Regions from separate parts of the Mus musculus genome. Here regions 1, 2 and 4 are each linked to region 3. The links are chromatin contacts, called in public Hi-C, HiChIP or PLAC-seq and Micro-C maps. All regions are on one chromosome and are shown on one strand. The core of a region is the stretch at or near the end of the contact, and the rest is flanking DNA. Distances in the headings are between cores, read along the strand shown.

What was found. Hi-C and Micro-C count contacts between places; a contact is called where the count stands out from the background. HiChIP or PLAC-seq counts read pairs in DNA pulled down with a chosen protein or histone mark.
Region 1: a contact with region 3 is called in a Micro-C map of embryonic stem cells, with 2.5 times the contacts expected there. The contact joins two enhancer-like sites. A contact is called at or near these places in 13 of 484 Hi-C or Micro-C datasets (the G1E-ER4 cell line, the N1E-115 cell line, Sertoli cells and 6 more).
Region 2: a Hi-C map of cerebral cortex shows a contact between it and region 3, with 3 times the contacts expected there. The contact joins the promoter of Nudt9 here to the enhancer-like site in region 3. A contact is called at or near these places in 10 of 39 promoter capture datasets (the 3T3-L1 cell line, the C10 cell line, embryonic stem cells and 5 more), 27 of 484 Hi-C or Micro-C datasets (the CH12 cell line, the G1E-ER4 cell line, the N1E-115 cell line and 16 more), 2 of 115 datasets of contacts at active chromatin or transcription factors (both in embryonic stem cells) and 1 of 9 other capture datasets (embryonic stem cells).
Region 4: a contact with region 3 is called in an H3K27ac HiChIP or PLAC-seq map of embryonic stem cells, with 11 read pairs. The contact joins two enhancer-like sites. A contact is called at or near these places in 1 of 15 datasets of contacts at CTCF or cohesin (CD8 T cells) and 5 of 115 datasets of contacts at active chromatin or transcription factors (double positive thymocytes, embryonic stem cells, extraembryonic endoderm stem cells and 1 more).

The regions. Positions count from the first base shown.
Region 1 is chr5:104,000,128-104,006,669 of GRCm38.p6, reverse strand. It overlaps Hsd17b11 (hydroxysteroid (17-beta) dehydrogenase 11), which reads left to right. Exons shown (of 7, transcript NM_053262.3): 5 at 3,361-3,498. Among named protein-coding and RNA genes, the nearest start is that of Hsd17b11, 18 kb to the left of the region's middle. Within about 2 kb of position 3,454, at least 41 of the 459 cell types and tissues checked have an H3K27ac peak or open chromatin away from gene starts, as enhancers often do. A contact at or near this core is called in embryonic stem cells, where this site is marked.
Region 2 is chr5:104,041,507-104,048,139 of GRCm38.p6, reverse strand. Nudt9 (nudix (nucleoside diphosphate linked moiety X)-type motif 9) reads right to left here and starts at 1,276. Exons shown (of 8, transcript NM_028794.4): 1 at 994-1,276. The coding sequence starts at 1,100. Mir5619 (microRNA 5619) reads right to left here and starts at 137; the gene lies at 77-137.
Region 3 is chr5:103,853,420-103,860,070 of GRCm38.p6, reverse strand. Aff1 (AF4/FMR2 family, member 1) reads right to left here. Exons shown (of 20, transcript NM_133919.4): 20 at 4,749-6,651. Among named protein-coding and RNA genes, the nearest start is that of Gm42139, 29 kb to the left of the region's middle. Within about 2 kb of position 4,095, at least 119 of the 459 cell types and tissues checked have an H3K27ac peak or open chromatin away from gene starts, as enhancers often do. A contact at or near this core is called in the CH12 cell line, Sertoli cells, cerebellum and 8 more, where this site is marked.
Region 4 is chr5:103,723,576-103,730,256 of GRCm38.p6, reverse strand. It overlaps a transcript of Aff1 not described here. Among named protein-coding and RNA genes, the nearest start is that of Aff1, 27 kb to the left of the region's middle. Within about 2 kb of position 4,281, at least 84 of the 459 cell types and tissues checked have an H3K27ac peak or open chromatin away from gene starts, as enhancers often do. A contact at or near this core is called in embryonic stem cells, where this site is marked.

The DNA of each region.
Region 1 (6,542 bases), core at 2,205-4,704, 150 kb before region 3:
ACTCATACAAGAGACAGGGGTGGAAGACAGAAGAAACATGAAGTAGAAAATCCAAGTCTGGGCTCAGGCTGACAGACTCCAAGGGGAAATACCATTCCTTACAGCCACACCGATGCATTATTGATGGCTCAGAGCTAAGCCCTGATGCTTGTAATCATGCCTTTCCTCCCTTAGACACTTGAGACTGTAAACTCTGAGTGGCTTTGTTTTGTTTTGTTTTGTTTTTTTTCATTTTGATTCACAAAAAAAAAAAAAACAAAAAACAAAAAAAAAATCAGAAAATAGAATTTAGTAAAAAACAAAAATTATTGATAATCTCACCAACCACAAATTAGCATGTTAAACATTTGGTACAACTTTTGGGACAACTTTTTTGGACACATAGCCATACTTGTAAGAAATAATCCATAGTGAGTCGTTGCCATGGTGGGTGGTACACACCTGTAATCTCAGGACGTGGGAGCTACAAGCAAGAAAATCAGGCTGTATGAGTTCAGAGCCTGTCTAGGCTGTATAGATACTTTCAAAAACAAGGGCCAGAGTCATAGAGTACTTGCCAAGTGTGTATAAGGTCCTAAGTTTAAAGAGAGGGGGAGGGTAAAGAGTGGGAGAATAAAAGAGAGGAAGAAAGAAAACCTATAGTTATCATGTATAGTGACACAAAGACAGGAAGATCACAAGTTCAAGACCAGCCTGGGCTGCATCAAAAGTTCAAGGCCAACATACAGGGCATAGTGAAACTTTGTCTTAAAACAAACAGAAAACCTACAAAACCCAACTACATTATAGTCTTGTATTTTGAATCTAAAACTATTAAGCTGTACATATTAATAATATATGCCAGCATCATTTTCAGTTCCTGTGACATGAGACTATGTATGTCACTACTCAATTATTGAGACTTTTGCATGATTCCCTCAGTTATTAGGAATACAAACCTCCAGACCCAGGTAGGGCTCAGGGCGAGTCTTTGGCTGGCTTCTTCCCTCCCTTGGTAAGGATTAGCCTCCAGCAGGTCAACTCACCTCTTTAAACCTCAAGTTCAGCAAGACCATCATTTCCCCCAAAGCGCCTTCACACAAGCAAGTTCTAGGCTCTGGGATCTCAACCAACTTGGATCTAATCACTGGATTTGGCAGCTTGGTGACTGTGGTGTGACCAGAACAGGGAGATCTAATGCTGCCCGTCACAGCCATTTTAAATGTTCTCCACTATTTACTTTCATGAGATTTCCCCCAACATTAATATCTGGAAGCCCAGTTGACAGTTTCTTGGTGCAAACATTTGCACATGACTCTCAATCACAGAGTAGGGCATGGTGAATTTGACTCCACTTTAACGAACTTCATGCTCTTGTCAAACTGTCTTCCAGAAATGAACAGTGTAACCCGGGCTCTGGAAAACAGGAAGCCGTAGTTAGTTTTTAGTTTTGTTTTATCTCACTTTTTAAAAAAGTTCAGATCCAGACTTTAAAGGTTGCTATGCTCAGTTATATATGATGAAATCTGCCTGTATGTTGAAAGACAAACTGAGAAAATACCAATTTTCATGTTATTTGACCATTACATATTAGAGGAAAATGCTACTATGTGTGTTAACAAGTGAGCATGTTTTTATGTCTGTCTCTGTTGGCATTTATCTTGTGGGCTTTCTTCTACTTTCCTTTAGTCTACCAAACTTTACTTTGCTTTTCGAACCTCAATTCCTGTTTCAGTAAACAACACTCATAATAACCTACATCTTAGAATCGTTGGGAGGCTTAAATAAAAATGAACCATCTGATTAACCGTGAGCAGGTTCTGTCCTACGCCAATGATTTTAGATGCCATCACTTTAGTTTCTGATGTTTGTCAGTGTACAGAAACTTTCCATGCTATTATTGAAACCAATAATATTTCATTTACAGCTTCAATGTATTTCTAAGCTTAAAAAAATGAAAAAGAGCCGGGCGGGGCACACACCTTTAATTCTGGCACTCTGGAGGCAGAAGCAGGAAGATCTCTGGTCTACAGAGTGAATTCCAGACAGCCAGGGCTACACAGAGAAACCCCATCTCAAACAAACATATCTATATATAGAAAAGAATACTTTCCACAATTTTATGTTTTTTAGAGTACAATGAGATTGGCAAGAATGTATAGACACTTTATCTAATTTCTAATTCATAAAGATTTAGAAACATAAAACTATCTGGTAATTAATATCACCAGACTATACACTCGAGTGACAGATTTTATGTTACATGTATCTTATGACTTTTTTTTAGTTAGTAATGTAAAATACCAGCAAATGACTGAATTATATACCTTCAGAAGGTGAACTGAGTTAATATGACTTAATATTTCAATAAAGCTCTTTTTAAATTTAGCTACCTAGAAAAATAAAAGTTCATCTAGAGTAGTTTCAGAATACTTCCAAGTGAAGAGGCTTTTGTAAGAATTGCTTTGCACTGTGATTCATTTATGACAAATATTTACTGAGTGCCCGCTAAGAGGCAAGCCCTGGGCAAGGCCTTGGAAACTCATTTGTGCCCAGGAGAGTCATAGAGATTATAATAAAAGTGTAAGCAAAGAGCTCGGGGGTTAGTCAGTCAGTAAAGTGCTGGGCTGGCCACACATAGGGACTGAGTTCAAATCCCCCCAAACCTAGCAACATATGCCTATGACCCAGCAATCTCAGGGCAGAGAAAGAACTATCCCTGGGGCTTCCTGGCCAGGCAGCGTAGCCAGTGGGCAAGCTTCAGGTTCAGTGAGAGACCCTGTCTCCAAAAATAAAATGAAGGCATTAATGGAAAACACCAATCTTAAAATCTTATCTTTACCCAAATACATACATACTACACCCCCACCACACACTGACACACCCACACACCCACAGGCACACGCATGCATTACAAATCTGAAATATTCTATCCGAGAAAACTTAAGAGTATTGTGTAATGAAGGTGGGGTTGGGGGTAAGATAGGACTCTGAGGAACTAAGCTGTGACTTAGAGAAGAACGGATGTGTACAGAAGAACTTCCGCTTGCATTCCACCACCATTTTAGAATAACTAATAAACAGATTACGGCGACGCTGGATTTTCTGGAAACAGCAACAATCAAAGCAAACACTCCGTAGGTTTCAGGTCTTCTCTTCAGTGCACAGAAATCCACCTGGTTAAGGACTCAACACGTAGGAAATGTTCTGTGCCGCGTGCTTGAAGTTTTCGTGTACTTAGGAATGAAGCTCTGCCCGCCAAAGCTACACCAGGCCTGTGATTCAGGGCTCCCCCCATCCCCCACGCTGCTGGTGGGAGGAGCTCACCTAACTGCAGCACCCCACTATTCTTGCATTCATTTGTGAACTCCTTCCTTTCAGCTCCAGCAAGTTTGCTGCCGTTGGCTTCCACAGAGCCTTGACTGATGAGCTGGCTGCCTTGGGACGAACAGGAGTGCGAACATCGTGCCTCTGCCCCAACTTCATAAACACCGGCTTCATCAAGAACCCAAGCACCAAGTAAGCTGGCCCAGGGTGAGACCAGAGTAAGCTGGGAGCACAGGTGCTTGCAGGGATTTCGCTCTGTGGACTTCCTAAAGAGATTAATCCCTGAACCGCCTGATACCTGATGCTTTCAGGTCCTGATGCTTGTGGGAAAACAGGTGGGGAAACAAGGAGAGAAAGACCGGAGGTCACAGCTGTAAATGCAGACCTGAATGACAGGGTAACGACAACGACTGGTTAATCTTTCCTTTGTTCCTTCAACCCCGATCAGCAGTTTCAGACTCACATACACATTTTTTGTCTCCTGGAGTGCTTGGGACAAAATCTGGGCTCCTGAACCCCAGCGATGATTTACATTGCTTGGTTGGGGTAGGGTAGTGGTGAGGAGGAGGGCGCCTGGATCCCTGGTCAAAAGCCACGTGGGGTGATTCCGGTGATGCTGTGTGGCTGTTCCGCCACAGTGCCCCTCCAGCAGGACAGCACCAGCTTACAGTTTACCAGAGGGTATCAGCTCCTTGCTGTTTACCTTTTAAACACCGCCAACTCCCGAGGTGGAGAGTCTTTGTATGCATAGTAATCATTAGCTCACACAACTGCTGTGGGCGCTTGTCAGTCTCATGGTATCTGCTTACTTGTCTAGGAAGCCTCAGAATTTTAAAGCAAATATCGAATAGCCCTTCCTGTGCCTGAGACCCCCTTTACATGTCCCATTGGCTGCATGAAGTTTTCCCAAGTGCTCCCCCACGGCCATTAAGTTCTGTGAGGTGTTAGGTCTCTCTCCTTCTACACTTAATCTACCCATATCAGCCAGGAAAAGACCAAACGTAACATTTGAAACAGTGTGTACAGAATGTATAACCATTGTAGAGATAAAAGATCACGCTTAAGCCATGAACCATCGAAGTCTGATAGTAGTATAAGATTTTTTCTCTTTAGTTTTTCCATTGGTGTGTAGTCATTGTTCATGGTATTATATTAAATAATATATAATATTTTCTTTCTTTTAAAAAATTTTTTAACCTAGGAACCTCTGTCTTGTTTCTTTAATCATTTTGAAACCACTAAGTTTTTACAAAGCAATATGCAAGTGATAGTGAGCTAGTAACATTTTACAAAAATTTGTACACTTCTACAGTCTACGCTAATAACAGATTGCCACAAAGCTAGAAATGTAAAATTCATCATGGTGATTTACAGTGTGGTTAGAAGTTACTAAGGAAACCTTGCATTGTCAGTCAATGGATTCCAACACAGAAAATCAAAGAACCTCCCTGTCTTCTAGTTACTAAGAGAATTGTGTGTGATGCTAAGAATCCTGAAGTATATATTTACAGGAAAATGGCTGATAAGAATCAATAGCATCGAGTCAAATCAACTAGGTTTCCTAATAAAATCATAGCTCTGATGTCTACCTTACAGAGGGAATTTGTGATGTTATTAATAAATATAGACACATGTTTTGTTTTGTTTTGTTTTTCGAGACAGGGTTTCTCTGTGTAGCCCTGGCTGTCCTGGAACTCACTTTGTAGACCAGGCTGTCCTCGAATTCAGAAATCCTCCTGCCTCTGTCTCCCAAGTGCTGGGATCAAAGGTGTGCGCCACCACTGCCCGGCTGACACATTTTTACAGGATGTTAAAAAATACATAAGAATAATGTATTCATTGTTACTACTTGAATTTGTAACAGACACTTTACATTTCCTGTGTCTCTCTGTCTGTCTCTGTCTCTATCTGTCGTCTCTGTCTACCTCTGTGTCTCTGTCTTTCTGTGTCTCTGTCTCTCTCTCTGTCTCTGTCTCTATCTGTCTCTTTGTGTCTCTGTTTGTCTCTGTCTATCTCTCTCTCTCTCTGTCTCTGTCTTCTCCCCTTCTCCTGGCTTTTTACAGTTTTCCTGGGTTCCAGGGATGGAACTCACATCACCATACCTGCACAGCAAGCCCTTCACTGCCTGAGTCATCTCTCTGGCCCTTGCTTGTACTTTCATCGTGCCTTATGCACATACACAATTGTATGCATCTATCTACATCCTGGGGACTCACAGATGAGTGAGAGCACATTTGTCTTTCTGAGACTGGCTCAATTCACATTTCCCTGTAAACACTGCAACTTGGTCTTTACGGCTGAGAACATTTCAGTGTGCATATACCATACCTTCGTTAACACACACACACACACACACACACACACACACACACACACGTTGCTGGATGCCTAAGTTGGTTCTATCCCTTAGCTCCGGTAAGTAGAGCTGTGATAAACATTGCCACGTGTCATCTTAGGAGTAGTCTAGCTGGGTCTTATGGTAGATCACCATGCCAAGCGTCTGTCTTCTCCTGTACATTCTCACCAGCGCCTGTGTGAGGAGAGGAGGAGCTTGAATTTGCATTCTGAATGACTGACAGGACCTCACCTGAGCTCTGAGTTGTTTTTGAAACTCAGCCAATCCGACTGGGGGAGGCGGGAACCTCAGTGTAGCTGGTGTGCATCTCTCTGATGGCTGCTGAAACTGAGCAATTATTTTTTTCATGTTTATTGGCCATTTGACTTCTATCTTTTCAGAAATATCTCTTCTTTAACCCATTTATTGCATGGACTTGGTATCTTGAAATTTTAGTTTTTTAAGTTCTTTGTACCGTCTAGATATTAGTCTTCTGTCGGATGTACAGCAAGCTAGGATTGTGTCCCATTCCTCAGCCACCATCTGTCTTTACTTGGTAACTTTTCTGGGCAGAAGTTCTTAGTGTCACAAGACCTCACCCCAAAAGAATCTATGTTAAGCTACAATTTTGTTAGAAAATAAAAGTAAGACTAAACCTAGGTTTTCTAGCACCACCCATGATCCCAGCACTCTGGAGGCTAAATTTCACACCAGCATAGGCAACAAAGTAAGATCTGTCTCCAACAACAACAGAAGAAACACACAACAAAAGGCAAGACAATCTGTTCAGAAAGCCAGTTCTTAACTCTGTCTGTATGAACTATGAAGCCCTAACTTAACCCTGAAGAAACGACAGGTCAGGCTGGAGTTGGGGAGCAGCCATACCAAAATACCCCTTGCT
Region 2 (6,633 bases), core at 27-2,526, 190 kb before region 3:
CTTTGGGTTTTTCTTTGGAATAAGCAGTTTCAGTTCTGGATATACTTCTTTAAGTGTTCCTTTCCCTGTCGTGCTAGAAATCACCAATGAGCTTTTCGTTGTTCTGGTAACAACCAACAAAAATGCCATTAGTGACTTCCAGAGAGCAGGAAGTTCTCCCCTCAGCAAGCCCCACTGAAGAAGGTGTATAAAGGGTGTTAACCCACACCAGCAGAAAGAGGACACTCTGATTGAGGGGTTTTAAGCACTGTCAGGAAAGCAGAAAGGGGATGGCACCGTGGGGCCTACAAACCACAGCAGAAGTAATTCTATTTTCAATGAGGTGAAGGAATATGTCACTCCTGTTTGGGAAGCCCACAGAAATTCCAAACTCGGTCTCACACGGAGCCCAAATTGCCAGGGAACTAACCTCTTTCCTCTTCGGAACCGAAAGCTTGGTGAGTTTGCCTCCTAGATAAAAGTCAAGCTTGAGGCGTGGGTGGTATGTGTTTTAAGGAAGACACTGGTGTCAGAGAACTTAACAGAACCAAACTTACAAACTTTCCAAGTCACTAGGAAATAAAGTTGCGGCCACCTCGCCCAGGAGAGAAGGGAAAGAACGAGGTTCCCAGTACTGAGGCACTTGTGCGCACACTTCATCTCCAGTCTACCCAAAAGCCAATAATCAGCGCCTTCCAGCGCACAGAAAACACTGTCTGCTACTCAGATTAACAGTATATATTAACAGTATATTCCATTATATGGACTCGGTATCACCTCTAGCACGGAGCAACACACCATAAATGCTCTTCAAACTCTGGTGATCTATGAATTAGCGTTGGCGCCTTATCTGGATGGGCAAATTAAAAAGTCAGAGATCGAGAAGGGTCCTTGCTATTGGCTTCCCAAAATCCAGTACTTCAGCACAGCCTACATAACCTCTGGAAAAGGAAGGAGGGGATCGCAGGTCCACCCGAGGTCTCGGAACCGCAGCCCGTCCTAGAATCGGGGTACCTGGGTGCGGGGACGGCGCGGCAGGCTGAGGACCGGACAGTCACTGACGCGAGGGCCACCGAGAGCGACACGGTGGCTACCGCCTGCCCCAGGGAGCGGCCGGCCATCGGCGCCTGGCGCCTGGCGCGCGGCCCGCGAGGGTTCGGAGGTGGCCGGCCTCGCCCGGAGCCCCGCCTTGAGCCCCGAACCTGCAGCCAGCGGGCACTAGGACCCGGCCGCGCTCCCCCAGCGCCGCTGGCCGGCGGCGCCAGCAGCCCCACGACGTACCCGACGCGCGACCGCGCTTTACGGCCACGCCGCAAACTAACCTGTGTGCCAGGCCTCTCCGTCTGCGCAGGCGAACTGGAGTGCCGCGGCGCGGCAGGACGCGGAGACCCAGAACCCTGAGGCTGAGCGGAAGGAGGGTCAGGGGCGACCACGTGCTTCCAGGAGAGGAGGGCCGTACGGAGGAGTCACGTGAGCCATGCGAGGTTTGAGAAGACGTAGGATGAGTCAGTGACGAGTCTTGAAACACCTTGGTTTGGTTTCCAGAAGCCAAGTAACTTGCTTTTCGAAACTTGCCCGCATACCGGATTCAGAGACCGCCTGTGAACAACAAAATGTGGGCGTCCCGCCGGTCACGTGATCAGGCCAGTCACGTGACCCCTAACCCTTAAGGAGGGAATCCCCCAACCCTGGAACGCAGCCTGGGCTCCCCAGAGCCCCCTTCACGGTGCTGTCCGTGGTGTTGGTGACTCTGATAAACCTCTTGTCCAAAAGGAAAGCCGGCCTCGGTTTCCCACTTTCGAACCCCAAAGCCAAAACTTACAGACAAGCTGTGAAAGTGGCACGCGGTCTGGATAATAACGAACGAAGGACTAAAGTTAGCCAGATTGAAAGTGGTAAAGCCAGGCGTGCATCGCGGCTTGCACTCCAGGTTTCATTCGTTTAATTGTTGATGAGACATATTCTAAGCCTATCATCAACTTTGGGCCTTGCAAAACACACCGTATGGCGTTGGCTCTTAAAGCCAGGCCAATCAAATACTAACAGTATCCTGAAATCCACAGCACTCTTGGGATGGGACAGCAAGAAAAAAGGACTGCACAGTAACACTTCAGGGCGTTGCCTTCGTGACTATACTACACCCCTTAAAATGCCCGCTTAGAAAAACTAAAAGTATGGGAAATTTCCTCCCCACCCCTGCCCAAACCTGGTGACAGATAGGCAGATCCCTGGAGCAAAGTAAAGATTATATTTTCTTTCTCTGCACTTTGGGGCATAAGCCTACCACCCCACAGTTTCCTGGAGATGTGGTAGACATGTCGTTGAGGTGTGAGCGAGCACTCAGGAAGATAAATCACCTTGGGCTCCAGCCCCTTCCAGAGATGGTTGTTTTCAGCTTGCTCCACTGCTCCTGTCATAAGAAACACGTTTGTTTCTACACACACACACACACACACGAACACCTTAGATCCTTCAGCACCATTCCCCGGCCTTCAAGATCCCTATTCTTTTTTTTTTATTTTGGTTTTTTTTTTTAATGAAACTAGAACCCAGTTCATAATGTAGGCTTTCCTACGGCAGCAGTAGCCAATAAAAATCTTTCCTTGTGACTTTAACTAGTATCCTCAAACAGGCTAGTGGTTTTGGTTTGGTTTTGTTTTGTTTTGTTTTAAGATTTACTTACTTATGTGGATGGACAGGGGTTTTGCCTGAGTATCTGTGCACCCCAAGTCTTTAGTGCCCGTATAGTCCAGAAGAGAACTTTAGATTCCTCAAGACTGGAGTTACAGGCGACTGTGCACTACCATATAGGTGCTAGGATTTGAACCCAGGTCCTCTGGAAGAGAAGCAAGCCAGTGCTCTTAACTGCTGAGCTGTCTCTGTAGCCCAGGCATTGTCTTTGGCAGCTCTTTCAGATAGCATTTTTCTTAAAGTATTGTTGATATAAAAAAGCATAGTTCACACCTTAAAGGATCTTAGTTTCTTCTGGAGCAAAATATGAATTCCTCTGGTCCCAGGAACACAGATTTTGGTTACCCCAGATATCATGTTATAAAGTTTCAATAGCAATAGCAATAGAACAAAATCCTAAATTAAGACATTTTAAATACATGAGTGGAAACATCAGGTAAGCCCAAGTTGCAGCAAATTAGTGAAATCTCTGATAAAGACCTCAGATGTTATCTGATCTTCTTTGGGATAGAGTCTGTTTATGCATTAAAATGGGATTTATATAATAGTCACAAGGAAGGCAGTAAATAGCTATTTAGATATTTTGACTCTAGACCTGCAACATTCCAACTCTTCACAGTCATTGATTTCTAATCAGTTAATCAACCCTATAGAATATTAATGTAGTTGTGACATTTTTCTAGGAATATCAGTTCAATGTGCATTTGAAAGCAGACCCTAGTAGTTTATGAATGTAAATTCCAGCTCTCTGGAAGCTGGGGCAGAAGGATCAGAAGTTCAAAGCCAGCCTGGCTACATACAAAACTTTGTCTCAAAAATTTTTGTATTTAAAAAATAAATACCAAACTGGGCATGGTGGTGCACACCCTTAATTCCAGCACTCCAGAGGCGGAGATAGATATATCTCTCCAAGTCTGAGGCCAGCCTGATCTACATGGAGAGTTCCAGAAAAACCAGCGCTACATAGAGAGACCCTGTATCACAAAGCGCTGCTCTCTACTAAAGGGAAATAAATGAATGATAAGCAAGTAGTAACATCAGACTAGGGGGAGTGCTCAGTGACTGAGCATGGAGCTTCCTCATCATGCACAAAGCCCTGGAGATGCCTGGTGGACATCTTAAGAGATCAGAAACTCAAGATCATCCTTGACCACAAAGCAGGATTCAGAGGCTATGCTGCCTCAAGAAAGGAGAAGGAAGGGCTGGAGGAGAAGGGCAGGGGGGTGGGGGGGTGGGAGGCCCTATGAAGGAATAGATAATCTCCTGTGGAGGAAAGTTACTGGTTGAGGAAGAAGTCACTTTCCATTGTAAAAGAAGTGTCTGAGGCTTTCCTGAGGCAGTAATGGTTGGCATAGATGGAAGGATATGAAGCTACTAGCCACTGGACAAACTGGGACAAGAACAGTCCATCTAAGAGGGCTGTAAGTCACCTGCTCTGGGGTAGGAATGCTTGCCTTCTAAAGAGGAGGGTGGACACAGTGAACCATTGTAATCAGAAGTTAAAAGAGGGAAGCCAGGGTGGACACCAGCAGCTGCTTCCCAGCTGTGGTTCCTGTGGAGAATGCCTACAGTAGAAAGTAATCTCTCCTACACTCCCTGCGGCTAAGGGGCCACATGGCCCTCTGCGGTCAGTGAGATTAAGGTGTAAGCTATTTGTGTGGATCTTGTGATCTTGTGAGGACCTGCTGTTTCCCTGGTGAGAGAGAGGGTCTGACTTGCTTCACAAGTACTTTCTATGTCCATGCTTATCCCTGCTGGGAAGGGGTCAGCTCACCTAAAAATGGAGCAGCTATCTGACTACCCTGTCAGAAGCTGTGCCAAGTAGGGTATAAGAAGGAAATTGAGAGTTTAATGGGTCCTGGAATATTTGCCTCAGGCCTGGACAACCTGCCAAGAGAAAAGAAAACAAATTTCTACTTGGCTAAATCATGGATTACATACACACACACACACACACACACACACACACACAAAGAGGCAGGGGGGAAGAGAGAGAAATTCTGACATGAGAGTGAAACATTTAGTGAAGTTTTTCTAGATCCTCATGCTCTAAAAGCCATTAAGACCCCACACGACAGATTTAGTCTTCACAACATAGAGAAGTGGCTGGGAATGGTAGTGTTGCTTTTAATCCCGGCAGAAGCAGAGGCAGGCAGATCTGTGTTTAAAGCCAGTTAGGGCTAAATAGTGAGATGCAGTCAAGAAAAAAGTTTAAAATGGATAAACAGAATTTATCATGGTAGGACTGAGAACCTGGTATTCAGCTTTCCATGAGCTCAATGAGATACATGAACACATGGGAAGGGTTAGTCTGGCACAGGGTTTCCCATGGCTGGTTGGCCCTGTTGCTCTTGGGCTTGTGCCCAGGCAGCACGCTGTGTGCAGAGTACAATCAAGTTTCACTTCATGGCTAGGATTTGAGAGAAGAAGGGGCTGGGGACAAGGCTCTACTACCCCTTGAAGGGCAATGGCCAAACCATCCTTCCAACAGGTCTGCCTCCCTGAGGTTCCGCCATCTCAGTAGCAGTGCAGTCTGGGGACCAGGCTTGAACATGGGCCTCCTGGGGACAGTGACTGTTTTCTTGGTGTATCACTTACTCCCACTTCCCCTCTGACATCATGTACCAGGTCAGACGCTTCCCTCTCTGCCCCATGACGAAGAAGACTTTCCTCTTACCTACTGTGTTCTTTAGCTTCGCACCCACAGGTTCTGGGTTTTGGTGAGTTCATGGGCAATGAAAGAATTTTTTTAAACTTTCACTTAACAAAGCTTGGCTTTCAAGATTAATTTTGTGCTAGAGACTTGAAAATCCCACTTGACAGTCAAGCCTTTGTTCTAACTCATATCTTTCTTTCCTCTGAAACACTGCAACTATTATTTCAATGGACAGAGTGCATCTGGCAATAAGATACAAAAATATTTTAAAAACACATCTAGAATATTTCAAAAAATTACTCCCGTGGTATTTTTCATTTTGATTATGTAATTTGAGCAAACTGTTTAACCTCCCCATGTCTGCTTCTTCACCTGTAAAACGAGGAGCTGTGATGGTCAGCACAGTGGAGCAGTGAGAACCAAGCATAACAGGTCATAAAGTGCCTAAGGAATAAATACCGTAGGAACTGGGCTTTTCAGGAATGTACAGTATCATCTCTACAGACAGCCATGCAGCTTAAGTGCTACCTCACTCTCTAGGACTTCTGCTGTGGTTTTCCCTGGGGACAGGGGGGAGCCAGAAAGAAGGATACAGACTCAGCACCAAATTGTACGTTAGGTAACTTGTTCAGGTTCATACAAAATACCTAATAGTTTGAAAGGGCTAGGGTGTCCATTTTCTTTTATAACCATAACAAATTGATAATTTGAATCAGAAATTTATTAGCTCACAGTTCTAAAAGTCAGAAATCAGTTTTCACCATTCCGAATTCAAGATGGCAGCAGAAACTCACTCTCAGGAGGCTCTACAGGAAAATCTATACTTACCTTCTCTACTCTCTAGGTCCTTTACTACCATTCCATTGCTTGTGGTCACATGACTCCAGTCCCTGCTGTTGTGTTCAACTGCCTTCCACTTTTTCCATCCTGGCAATCCAGGATAAAAAGCCCATCTCAGCATCCTTAATCACACCCATGAAAGCTATGACTTCTAGGACAGTCAGGGCTATACAGAGAAACCCTGTCTTGAAAAACAAAACAAAAACAAAAATTATTGAGCCGGGCGTGGTGGCGCACACCTTTAATCCCAGACTCGGGAGGCAGAGGCAGGCGGATTTCTGTAGGCCAGCCTGGTCTACAAAGTGAGTTCCAGAACAGCCAGGGCTACACAGAGAAACCCTGTCTCAAAAAGCCAAAAAAAAAAAAGCTATGACTTCCATATCAGTAAATATTTACAGGGTCCAGGGATTTGTGCCTAGTACATTTGGGGATAGTGTTTCAGCTTACTATGCCATGATTCAAATTTA
Region 3 (6,651 bases), core at 2,846-5,345:
GGAGCTAAGAAAAAGTCCTTGTGCAAACCCACTTCTCAGCGAACTTTAAAATATAGCTGGAAAAAAAAATAACTGGAAAAGTTTGGAATTACCTGTATGGATGGACAATTGTGCTCCTAAATGGAAATGACCATGCAAGGCATAAGATGCCTCCCTCAGAGGTACTGGCCAGGGAGGTGTGAGAGGCTCCCCAACAACACAGGTTGCCATCGCCTTTGCTTACCCACTAAATGCTGTTTCCTTTATTTATGTCTGTGTGTGTACACGGTGCTGGTCAGGGTATTTCTTCATAGTAACAGGAGACAAGACAAAGACTGTCATTTGCTGACACAAGCTTTGCATGGAATGCTTTTGTTAACATTCACTTTGACATATCTGCAATTTTAATTACATACAAGGGTTTCCTTGGAGAGAGAGAGAGAGAGAATATGAGAATTCATGGACAGGCTAGTGTTTAGTATAACATTAGTTTACCATAGCAAACTAGCAAGATCTTTTCTTTGGCTGTTCGTATTGCTCTTCCGTGTGTGTGTGTGTGTGCACTGAGGTTTTGGTCATCATCTATTTTAAGCAGTGTATGTTGAGATATCTGCTTCCCTTCTCGGTTCTGTCACCTGGGATTTCATGATGAGTTGGGGTTTGTTTGATTGCAATTCTGCGGTCAGTCCTAGGGCCTTTCTTACTCTCCCAGTGAGCCCCATCTTCAGCCCTTGTTTATTGAGACAAGATGTCTGTAGTTGAAGCTGACCTAGTTGTGATCCTGCCTCAGGCTCCCAAATGCTGAGGGACAAGGTGAATTACCATGCCCAGGTTTAAGCAGTCTTAGGCTGGTTACTTAAGTATCAGTGGTGCATGCGCAGTCTTAGGCTGGTTACTTAAGTATCAGTGGTGCATGCGCAGTCTTAGGGTGGTTACTTAAGTATCAGTGGTGCATGCACAGTCTTAGGCTGGTTACTTAAGTATCAGTGGTGCATGCGCAGTCTTAGGGTGGTTACTTAGTATCAGTGGTGCGTGCGCAGTCTTAGGCTGGTTACTTAAGTATCAGTGGTGCTTGTGCAGTCTTAGGCTGGTTACTTAAGTATCAGTGGTGCATGCGCAGTCTTAGGCTGGTTACTTAAGTATCAGTGGTGCATGCGCAGTCTTAGGGTGGTTACTTAGTATCAGTGGTGCATGCGCAGTCTTAGGCTGGTTACTTAAGTATCAGTGGTGCATGCGCAGTCTTAGGCTGGTTACTTAAGTATCAGTGGTGCATGCGCAGTCTTAGGCTGGTTACTTAAGTATCAGTGGTGCATGCGCAGTCTTAGGCTGGTTACTTAAGTATCAGTGGTGCATGCGCAGTCTTAGGCTGGTTACTTAAGTATCAGTGGTGCATGCGCAGTCTTAGGGTGGTTACTTAGTATCAGTGGTGCATGCGCAGTCTTAGGCTGGTTACTTAAGTATCAGTGGTGCATGCGCAGTCTTAGGCTGGTTACTTAAGTATCAGTGGTGCATGCGCAGTCTTAGGGTGGTTACTTAAGTATCAGTGGTGCATGCGCAGTCTTAGGGTGGTTACTTAAGTATCAGTGGTGCATGCGCAGTCTTAGGCTGGTTACTTAGTATCTGTGGTGCCCAAGAGCTGTTTCAGATCTCCTCTCTTGTTCTCACCTGCTGTTGAATGAGGCAGAACTGTACCATTTCCAACCGGTTTTCTCAAGTTGTTGTGAGCCCTGGAGCTCCGTTCCCTGGTCTGGAGAGTCAGTCAGTCCATTGAACGCGGTTCACACAGTGGGATGCTGTGGTTCTGAGAGCCTTTAAAGGATTTTGTATCTTCAATGCTTCTGCCGCATGTGGTGTTAAAAGAATTCAGAAATATCGCCAATATCATCACTATTGTTCCAGAACCACTTTTAATATTTGGGTTTTTTGAGAAGGCATTGCTATGTAGCTTAGGTTGGCCTTGAGTTCACTATGTAGCTCAGGGTAGCCTTAAACCTGCTGCAATCCTCCTGACTCAGCATCCCCAGTGCTGTAGAGGCATGCAGCACCACACCAAACTGTCCATGCCCCGGTCTTATAAAGTGGCTTGCTTTCCCTCCAGCCATTCCCATTTCCCGATGGTCGATCTGGATGTCTTCCATGGGTGCCTACACTGCCATTTGTGCCCTTTCTTCCCTCGCACAGTTTCTTGGATCCGGACCTTTTTTTGCAAGTGAGATGTTTCTACCCAGACCATTTTCTGTTTTTCCTGAAGTTACTTTGGTGGTGTGCTGCTGTGGAATCTTGCTTCAGGCTTGTTTGTTTGCCCTTACTACCCTGCCAGCTCCCATTCTAGGTCGCGCTTTTTGTGGGAACCCAGGAGTAACTTGCACTCTGTTGGTGCCTTGTTTCCCTTGAGCACTAATGGACCTCTGTGGACCCTGCTCTTCCTGTCCCCTGCACATCTGAAGTTTTTTAAAGTCTGCCTCTGTCGTGGTGCAGTGTTTCATGGTATGTGTAGACATGGCTTTCCTTGAGTGTGTCCTGCTAGCACAGTTAGTACAGTTTGTGACACAGATTTAGGCTTTTCTCTTCTGAGCACTGCAGCTGTGGGCCACGGGTGTTCTTTCAATTCCATGTTATTTTATTCCCCTCTTTTCTTCCTTTCCCAGGGAATGTGTTGTGTGTGTGTGTGTGTGTGTGTGTGTGTGTGTGTGCATGTGCATATAGCAGGGGCATGGAGATTAGAAGACAGCTTGCAGGCACCAGTTCTTTCTCTGCCATATGGGCACAGGCTTGACAGGAGGTGTCTTCACGCACTGAGCCATCTTGCCTGCTCTTGGCTTTTTTTGCTGAATGCTTTGATTTTTCTTTAATGCTTGGGGGGCACTACACACACACACACACACACACACACACACACATTCATACTCTTACATATGCACATGCATATACATTAACACACACACACACACACATATACACACTCACACACACCCCTACACAGCCATTCATACACTCTTACATATACACATACACACATTCATACTGACACACACACACACACACACACACACACACTCACACTCCTTTAGTAGCTGATAATCCAAGTATCCAGTGGCTCACTTTTCCTCACAGTGCTATTCTTGCTTTCTGCCTGCTGGTTTTTATTTTGTGAACATGAGCACAAGCTCAAGGCCAGAGAACAAAACAGGCGCGGGGCATGATGGGACACAGAGTTCTTGTGTCTCCTTGCTGTGGTGCTACAGAGTTTGCTCTCAAAGTCCTTGTGAGACACTGGCCGCTGTCCTCAAGGCAACAGACAGGGGCTGCCCTGTCTGCTGGACACTCCCATTGACCCAGGAAGCGGCCCAGCTTTTCTGTGAATGTTGATGCTCCCCCCAACTCCCCCACTTCTAAGAATTTCTGGGGTTGAACTGGGTTTTAACTTTAGGACACTACTACACTGTTGTGCAAAGAGGCCACATCATTATATTCCCACAGAAACACAAAGTTTTCTAGTTCTGCACATTCCTTTCAACCTCTGGTGTCATCATTACCTTTGGTTAAATTCTTTCAACATGGTGTGAAGGGTCACTGTGGTTAATACCAAAAGAAACGGTTGCCATCTAGTGTCCAGTTGTACACATTACATCTGGGAAACCTAGCCCTAAGGAGAAGCCTAGCTTCAAAACTGGCTGGTTAAAATTTGTATTTCCTGTCTGTTAGCATACTAAGAACAACATGAGCCCAGGTTTAAAATATTCTTTCTCTTCACCACATTATTACCTCAGAAACTAGGCTGGTGGCTTTAATTAAAAAGTTTATTTGGGTGGGGTGGGGGCGGGGAACAGAACCACTTATGTGTTTTCTCCACCATGTGAAACCCAGAGATCTGAACTCAGGCTGTCAGGCCTAGTGGCAAGTGCCGTCGTCACCTACTGAGCCATCCCACTCACTGTCCCTGAGCCCTCTCTAATCTCTGGAGGTTCATTAAAGTCAACACTAAAAGGCTGCTCCTGATTTCATCCACCTTCCGCCCCAAGGCCTTAGTGGTGTAAGGGTTTACACAGGTGGAGTGGCTGAAGCCTGTGGAGAGGGAAGGGCGGAGACTGCCCTGCTGCCTCAGACCCGCCACACCCTTTCAGGAGAGGCATCTGCACCAGTGTCCTGAATCGCAGACGTGCAGGGAGCACCAGGGTCTCTTCACAACAGTGTAGTAGTGTCCTAAAGTTGACCTAGACAGTGTGAATGTGGAGACCCAGTGTCAGCTGCCACAGGCTCCTAGGCCCCGGGGAAAGGACATGTGCAGGTGAGCAGGTGGCCTCAGGAAAGGAGAGAAGGAAATAAGCAGTTTGTCCTTTGAAGGGTGTCACACACCATGGCAAAGCGCCTGTGTCACTGATCAGTGCATGTGTGTGCGGACTGTGTGCCTTCAGATACAGGTATAAATACTGATAAGGACCCTGGGGCCCTAGCATCGCCCTGGACAAGCCTAGAGCTCCCGGACTCCTCGGATGCCACTTACCCAGTGCCTGCTCGGTTACTAAAGCAAGCCTGGTATTTCTAAGGCAAGCATCAACTCCTCCCATAGAGTATGGATGGTCTGTCTGCCCATCAGTTTTGAAGTCAATCCTAAAGAATCGTGTTTTAACTCTGAGTTTCACAGAAAGCCCCAGTGCATATTTGAAGGGCAGTTCACATTTCACTCTTGTGAGGTCAGCTCCAGAAAGACCCTGGCTCAACAAACAAGAATCCTCTCATTTGAACAAAATAAAAGCCACAGGCTCAACTCCAATCATTTCTCTAAATTTTTATTAAATATCCTTTTTTTTCCCTACAGTTTGATCTTGTGGAAAGGAAAGATTGTGAAGATGAACAAGTCAATTACCTTTTCTAAGACAGCACTTAGTCCTTGTTACAGAGAAAAACAAAAGATCTGTGGCACATCATCTTTGGAAAGATCTTTTGCAGTTTCTTTTAAAAAAAACTCTCACAGATCACGTCTGCCCCCTTTCAGAGTCTCCCATGAGGCAGATGAACCCCATTCACAGAAGCCCCAGGGGTGCCGTTCCACTGCTGATGCTGATTTTTACATCTGTGGTGCTCCCCGTATTTGCACTGCGCATCTTCACCGGGAGCCTGGCTGCTTCCCCAGCCTGCACACAAAACCACTGTGCTGATCAGAGCTGGCACATTATTCCATGATAAAGAAAAACTCATTAAAGGCAGACCAGTGATTCTCATTATCACCTTGACAACATACTCCTTTTTAAAGCAATTTTAATACCAAGATTTGACTTCTAACATTTTAAGAAAGAAAATATATAATATATAATATAATATATAATGGTAATAAATTAAAAAAAAAAGGCAACCCTGCTCAGGTATCATCCAAAGCATGATCACATTCAGAAAAAAATTAAAATTCGGGACACACATGGACACACCCCACCACGAACAGTGTACCCGCGATATCATGAGATGTGCAGTGTTCTTAGCAATACATGTCATGGCCTGAATGAAAGGCAAACGTAATACTGCCTGTACTGAGCATTGCTAAAACATCTAAGCAAAGTGAGTTCATCTTCCTTAGGTCAGCCTCTGCCCCCCTCCCCCCGCCCCAGCTCAACAGTGCAGCCCGGCTTGCCTGCCGCCAGCCTCAATCCGGTGTCCTATGGGGACAAATATAGCAATATACAGGCTTGCAGAGAGCTCTACGCTTCCTTCCTGTCCTCTGGCTCCCTCTTAGGTAGGGAAAGAGGCACTTCTCTGCCCACCACAGTAACTGCTGATGTCTGACGCACAGCGGAACAGAACAGAGTGTGATTCACCCCCAAGGAACCAGGAAATTTTACAGTCGCTCAAAGAAATGTGGTGATGCGGTGCTTGTCAATGCATCAGTAAGAGGCACGGCTACCAGACAGCTGCTCTCAGTAAGTGGGAAACTGGACTGCATATGGAGGATCGCCTGGCAGAAATCCCAAAATCCCAACACATGCCCGTCTGTCCTTACACTTCCCTTCCACAGGAAAAGTCCTCTTGCCCAGTAGTTCCAAATGAGCCAAAACCAGGGGAAAGAGGCAGGGGGAGGGGGGCATCAAAATTGATCCTCGCATCTCCATAGCTCATTCTTCAATGAGAAAAACCTACACTTCTGTGTTTTAGACAGGAGCCCCTAAAACATTCTGAGGCGATTTAAATACTAACCATTGATGAAGAAGGTAACAGATGAAGTGGTAAATTTTCAAAGACATTTCGTAGTGTTGGGGGAAATAAGTCATTAAGAAGAAAAAGAATCTGTAAGAGGTATGGAAAGATCTTAGATATATATAATATTTTTTAAGCCCAACTCATCTCGAATTTCACAAAGCAGGAAAGGAAACATATAAAACCCATGAACCCACTCAAAGCCACAGCAAAACAAACAGCGTAACTTCAGAATTTATGTTTGGTCAGCAAAGGCACAAATACGTCTAGCTGAATCTCTCATCTTCTGCATCAGAGACCACAGCTCAAGAGCACAAGTCCTTTTATAAGTTACCAAACAGGAATCGTAGGACTTAAGGTCCTGTCCCTAACATCAACATAGTAAAGGCACATTTTCAATTAAGATGGGGAAGAGCCCGTTTGAAACTTCCTACAGATGAGGCTGGGTGGTGGTGGTCCAGGGAATGGATAGACATTTGTCAGAAC
Region 4 (6,681 bases), core at 3,032-5,531, 130 kb after region 3:
AGAAAAGGAAAAGGAAAGAAAGAAAACATAACTATTCCTGACAGCAGAATTCAATTTTCCTTCATTTTTAAATTATTTATTCATTTACTGTGTACCATACCTAGGTAGACTGCTAGTCCTCAAAGCTGTGGTCCCCAGCCTTCCTCATGCTGGGACCCTTTAACACAGCTCCTCATGTGGTGACCCTCAACCATAACATTATTTCATTACTACTTCATAAGTGTGATTTTGCTATTATGAAATGTAATGTAACTATCTGATATGCAGGACAGCTGATAGGCAATCCCTGTGAAAGGGTCATGACCCACAGGTCGAGAACCGTTCACTGCCTTAGAGACACAGAGTTGATGTTCTTAACTGTCTTTGTTCCTTGTAGGGAAAGCCCTCCGGACTGAGCCACATCCAGACCCTGCACTTCACTCAGCTAAAACCCTGGAGCTCCTAAGTTACTCGTTAGTAAGTTGCCACTGGGTTGTTACTCTTTCCTCTTTCTGTGCAGTCCCATCTTCTTACTGTCTTTGGAAACCTTAGCACATGAGAGATCCATTTTCTATAGAATAATATGTATCTGAAGCACTGACCAGCAATGAACTCCAGACAAAACGAATAGTTCAGCTCTGAAAGGCATTTCCAACAGAGGCTACTCAAAGAGTGTAGCTGTGGCTCCAGGCACCTGGGTGCAAGCCTCAGTCTAATACCTGGATCCCACCAAGTAAAGAAAAGAGAAAAACCAAGTAGACAGAGTTGTCCTCCCACCCCCATTACACACAGCTGTAGTCTCACTCCTTGGTATTTGGAAGGGACACAGACCTGTTTTCTGTTGCCTCATCCTGATCTCCAGGTGGCAAAGCTGAGAGACTAAAAATGGGTTGCTCTTAACATCTGTTTTACATTCAATTCACTGACAAATCCTCCTCCACTCTCTTGAAAACCATGCAGAACCCATCCGGTTATGTCTAACCCTCTCATGGGCCTTAACTATCCTCTTGGGAAGCAGAGGCAGATGGATCTTTTGAGGCCAGCCTGGTCTATACAGTGAGTTCCAGGACAGCCAGGGCTATACAGAGAAACCCTGTCTCGAAAACCCAAAAGTAGAATAAAATTGGATCAAACCACAGACACAAGTAAATTTCTCCAAAGCTTGTCTTTCTGCTACTTATAACACCACATGCCCTGCACAGCTCACTTGGCCACTTCCTAAAGATGCTCCAGAGATCAGGCTCCAGTGAGCCTCACTCTGGTCCTTAGAAGGGTCTTTACAGTCGGGGGTGGGGGGTGTGGAGGTGGGGGGGGGACGACAGGGAGAGGTTGAGGGTGCAGGGGTGAAGATGCTGTTGTCTCCACCTTTCTTCCCTTTTCTTATTTCTATAAAATAATTTATGGAATATAAATATAGTTTCTTTACCTAGACCACCACCACTACTACTACCACTTCAAGTTACCACTTTTTTTTTTTTTTTTTTTTTTTTTTTTTTTTTTTTGGACTCCTAAATATTGCCGCCCACCCCGGAAAAAAAAAAAAAAAAAAAAAAAAACTTAAGATATGATGCATGTTGCTAGGCCTTTAACCCCAGAATTTAGGAAGCAGGGGCAGGCAGATCTCTGTCTGTTTGAGGCCAACTTAATCTATGAAGCCGCGCTACATACAGAGAACTCTTCTTCCCAGTATATATTTGCAGGTGGGGGTGAGTTTGCTTACAGACATATAGGTGCCATGGAGCCCAGAGACATTGGATCTTCTGAGAGCTGGTACTTCTGTGCTGGGAAATCAGTTCTCATTCTTTTCAAGACTTGCACATCCTCTCAGTCAATGTGCCGTCTCTCCAGCCCCCAACATCAATTCTAAACCTACCTCCAAGAAGCCTACCCTGATGGCTGGCCAGTTGTGCAACGGGGTGTCCCTCCTTTATATTCCTAAAAAGCCCTACAATTTCCTGATAGTGATTACAGATGAAAGAGCAGAAGGGCTAGCAGGGATGAAAGAGACAGCGTGTGCTAAGGCATGGGACTTGAAGGCAGAAGCCTTTACATGGGCTTGTGTGAGTTGTATCGCTAGGCAACAGAGCTGGTGGAGGATAAGTCTTCACAAAAGAGGAGACTGAGGTCCAGGGACCCTAGGACCTCTATATTACTCAAAGTGAATCATGGGTGTGATGTGGCTCAGAACTGCCCTAGTTTAATGATGTCCTCCTGACAAGGAAAAGGGAGGGTGGAGAGAGAGCAGGGAGTCACTGCTAACCTACATGCAGAGGGATAAAAGGACTGCAGGGCAAAGAGGGCAGCCTAGCTCAGCTGGTACATCGCTTGCCTAGTACTGCACAGTCAGGTGCAGAGCCTCACATGCCTTTAACATCAGCACCTGGGAGGGGCACCACAGCAGGTCAGGAGTTCAAGACTAGCTTCAGCAACCTTGGTGAGTTAGGTTAGTATAGGACACATGGAACCCTATCCACAAAAGGAAAAAATATAATAAACTAATCACTCTTAGTTTTATGGGTTGGGCCTTAAAGGATCTTTTGGGTTTTTTTTTTTACAAATTCCTTTATTATTATTATATGTAAGTACACTGTAGCTGTCTTCAGACACACCAGAAGAGGGCGTCAGATCTCATTATGGATGGTTGTGAGCCACCGTGTGGTTGCTAGGATTTGAACTGAGGAACTTTGGAAGAGCAGTCCGTGCTCTTAACCGCTGAGCCATCGCTCCAGCCTGCCTTATGGATCTTACCTCTCTCCATACATTTTGCTGAAGTACAAAAGGAACTTTTCAGTGGGGATAACAAGGCAAACCTGGGCCATGGGAAAGGCTAAGCTCTGGATGTCCTGGAACTTACTATGCAGACCTGGTTGGCCTCAATCTGCTGGGATTTAAAGCCCCCCCCCCCCACACACACACACATACATTTAACCCTATTTTTACTGTACAAATAAAGGAACAATTTAGAGGGGATAATGCTGCCAGCTTTTCACATCTCGGGGGAGGAATTTCAAGACAGGATTTCTCTGTGTAGCCCTGGCTGTACTGGAACTCACTTTGTAGACCAGGCTAGCACCACCACAGCCCAGTGGGGGAAAAATTTTAAATGTAATTTTTTGCCCTGTTCTGCACCCTTGCCTCTGAAACACTAGTTCCCACTCGGAAGTCAGTACTCCATTCTTTTTTTTTTTTTTTTTTTTTTTTAAAGATTTATTATTTATTTATTTATTATATGTAAGTACACTGTAGCTGTCTTCAGACACACCAGAAGAGGGCATCAGAACTCATTACGGGTGGTTGTGAGCCACCATGTGGTTGCTGGGATTTGAACTCCAGACCTTTGGAAGAGCAGTCGGGTGCTCTTACCCACTGAGCCATCTCACCAGCCCCAGTACTCCATTCTTAAGGAGATTTTCTATCTCAGGCATCAAGAGGCCACCAGAGTTAAATAAGTCTCTGCCGGATGTTGACAGTCTTAAAGAGAAGCAGCTGCAAAGCGTAACCGTTGGGACACTGATTGAGCTGCAAGGCCACCACCTGGCACCTGTGTGGGGCTGCACAGACCCAATAACTCTAGGAAACACCACCTCATGAGTGTGAAACTCTCTCTCTCTCTCTCTCTCTCTCTCTCTCTCTGTGTGTGTGTGTGTGTGTGTGTGTGTGTGTAGCTGTACAGCTCTGGGAGAGTCTAGGCAGAAGAGCCACCTCCTCCCTTATATTTTATACTAACAAATCTTTTCCCGACATATGGCTAGCCGCCTGAGCTCCCTCCCGTGTAATCAGCTTTGTGCCTTCAGCAAGAAAGGTACCTCTAACTGTGGTAGCCCTGCTAAGTGGATCCCTTAGGAACAACCTGCTATCTAGTTAACAGTGTCAGAAAAGACAGCTGGCTCCAGAAAGATCCAGCACAAATCTCTCCGAGGCAAGCCAGGGCACATAGTGTTTCCCTCTCTCCTGTTCCTAGTTCCTAAATAGCTAATGTGTAGTTGGGCTTGAGTTGAGGTCTCAGGGGCCCAATAACAACAGACCTTAAACCAGGCATGGTGGGTGGTTCATGCCTCTAATCCCAGCACTTGGAAGACTGAGGCAGGAGGATTGCTGGTGAGTTCTAGGGCTAGAGTGAGATCCTTTTTCAAAATCTATCAATAAAAATTAGAAAGGTAGTTTGACTGTCTGCCACAGATTAATCAGCTAATTTGTTCGTTTACTGTTTTCAAAATTGTAAATCTATTAGGAGTTGTAAGATTGAAATGAAAATATTATCTCCCCGGGGTCAGTCAGAGCTAGAATGAAACCCTGCAAAAAAGAGGAAGAAAGAAACATGGGGGGTGGGGGATGGTAGAAGGGAGGGATGTTTAAGAAATATAGCACAGAGCCTGGCTGTGCCCATTAAATATTAGTAGTTCTCGAGTAAATATTAGTGGCTCAAGACAGTGGTCGGTGGTACAGCACTTGTCCTCAGTTTTAGCCGAAGCCTGTTACAAAGAAAAGTTGTTTTATCCTGTGGCACTAATGCTCTAAACACTACTGGGTGTGCATAGCTAATGACATGCATATCTAACTAGCTGGTGTTACCCACTCTTCCTCTCAGGTGGATGAGGAGGGCTTGAATATAGTTGAGCACACTTCAGCTGGACTGTGTTTTCCCCTGCCAGCCCAGCTGTGACCTCTTTTCCCTTCCCCAATCTTCCAGCTAATAGACACAGATAGAGGTCTATTACCAAGTATTTGCAAATCGAAGAAAGCCTTAAAGTTCTCAAGAGATCAGTGCTGGGCTAGCCCCGCGCTCAGCGCTGTGCAGTCACAAAAGACATGTTCTGACCTCCAGCTTTGAGTCCTGCAGGGCTAGGCTGGAGGAGCCTAAGGAGGGACAGTGTACTTTACAGAGAGTTATCCCTAGCCTTCAGGGCCCAGTTAGTAGCATAAAATGTGACCTTGGTGCTGTTGCTTTGTGCACAGTAAATGGTTCCAAATACTAACTATATTTTCAGCTACAAGCTAAAGGTTTTGACCGCATACAAAGTCCTGTAACTACATCAAAACACCATCTACTGTCTTTGAGTGAACACTTTACAGCTGCCTTTGGATCACTTTTTACATAGTGACAGTTTTCTTTAGAGCTCAGCTCTGTGCCTTGCATGTGAGTGTATCTTCTGGTGTTGGGGTTAGGTGGGGAGAGAAATGATCTTAGCTCTCAATCTTCCAAGGACAGCAGGACTCAGAAATCCCACTCGGCTTAGTCTTACTAAGGACAAAAAGGACCCCTGCAGGGCCACCCTGTGCAGGGGACATCTTCCCAGGAGTTGAGAACCAGTGTGCATCCGTAGGTAACTGCAGTCTGCCAACAACTTTAACAAAGGTTGTTCTTCCAGGAAGAACAGCCAACCTTCAGGAGCAGGCAGCTTTCACCACTAGGAAACCCCGTTTTCTTTTAATTAAAAAACACAACAAAATCCTAAAGGCCATCCAACAGCTTTGTTTACTAGTAAGAGTGGAGCAGCCCGCATTTATCAGCCCAAGGGATTCTTTTACACTTTGATGTGGAAGGGTCGGGCCCCATTGTGATTTCAACGACTCCGATTGAAACCCTTTCACTTGCAAACAAAGCCCAGCCCCCAGTAAGAGCCAACTGTCAGAAAAAAAATTCATTGCTTCTGCCTCCAATTATTTATCGAAGTTGTGGGAGAAGTCTCTTTAAGATCTCTCTGGGGGAGAAGTCTCCAGCATACCCCAGTGCATTCCAGTTTGGTCTGCCTAGAATGGCCCTTTCCCCAACCCCACCCAGAGGGGAAAACCTCTTGCTACCAGCAACCCATCTGGAACAACTTTCTCTGGTTTTTATGCTTTCCCAGAAAGCCCCGGGGGTCTAACCTTACAGGTCCTTCAAGTATTCCCCCCTTAGGGCAAGACAGTGATTCTACAAGGTAAGGCGTAAAGAATGCATTATGCTCCCTCGTGGATATCACAAGGTACCCAAAACCCCTTTCACCAACCTTACCTGTGTAACTTTCTTTTAAGGAATTTTAAATGTTTAAAGAATTCTAAAGTAGATAAGAAGTCAGCTCGGATACAACAGAAAGGAAAGCACCCAGCAGGAGGACTTTCATTGATCATTTGTTTTTGAGACAGGGTCTCTCAGTTGTCCAAGCAGTCCTAGAATCATAATACCCCAAGCTGGTCTTAAACTCAAAGATCCTCTACCCTCTGACTCATAAACACTGGAATTAAAGGCATTCTATACCACGCCCAACAGGATTTTTAAAAAGTAAACGTTTTAAATTAGAGCACACCATTTTTTTTAGAAATCAGGGGTTGGTAGCACACACCTTTAATTCCAAAGGTAGCTATCTTAGTGAGTTCAAGAACAACCTGATATACAAATGGAATTCAAGGCTAATTGGGGCTGCAGCGTGAGACCCTGTTCCAAAAAACAAAAACAAAAACAAAAAAATCTGATTGTAGATCTTTAGGCAGTCACCCTGGTGCACAAGCGCAATCCCAGTGTTCAGGAGATGGAGGCAGGAGAGCGAGCTTGATGCCAGTCTGGACTTCTAGCAAGACCATGCCTCAAAAATTAATAACATAATTAAATATATGCTTTGAAATGTTTACCTTTTGTGTGTGCATGCTTGCGCACACTACTACACACATGGAAACCAGAGGTCGGCGGCTTATAGGAACAAGTTCTCTCACTTATATGAGTTC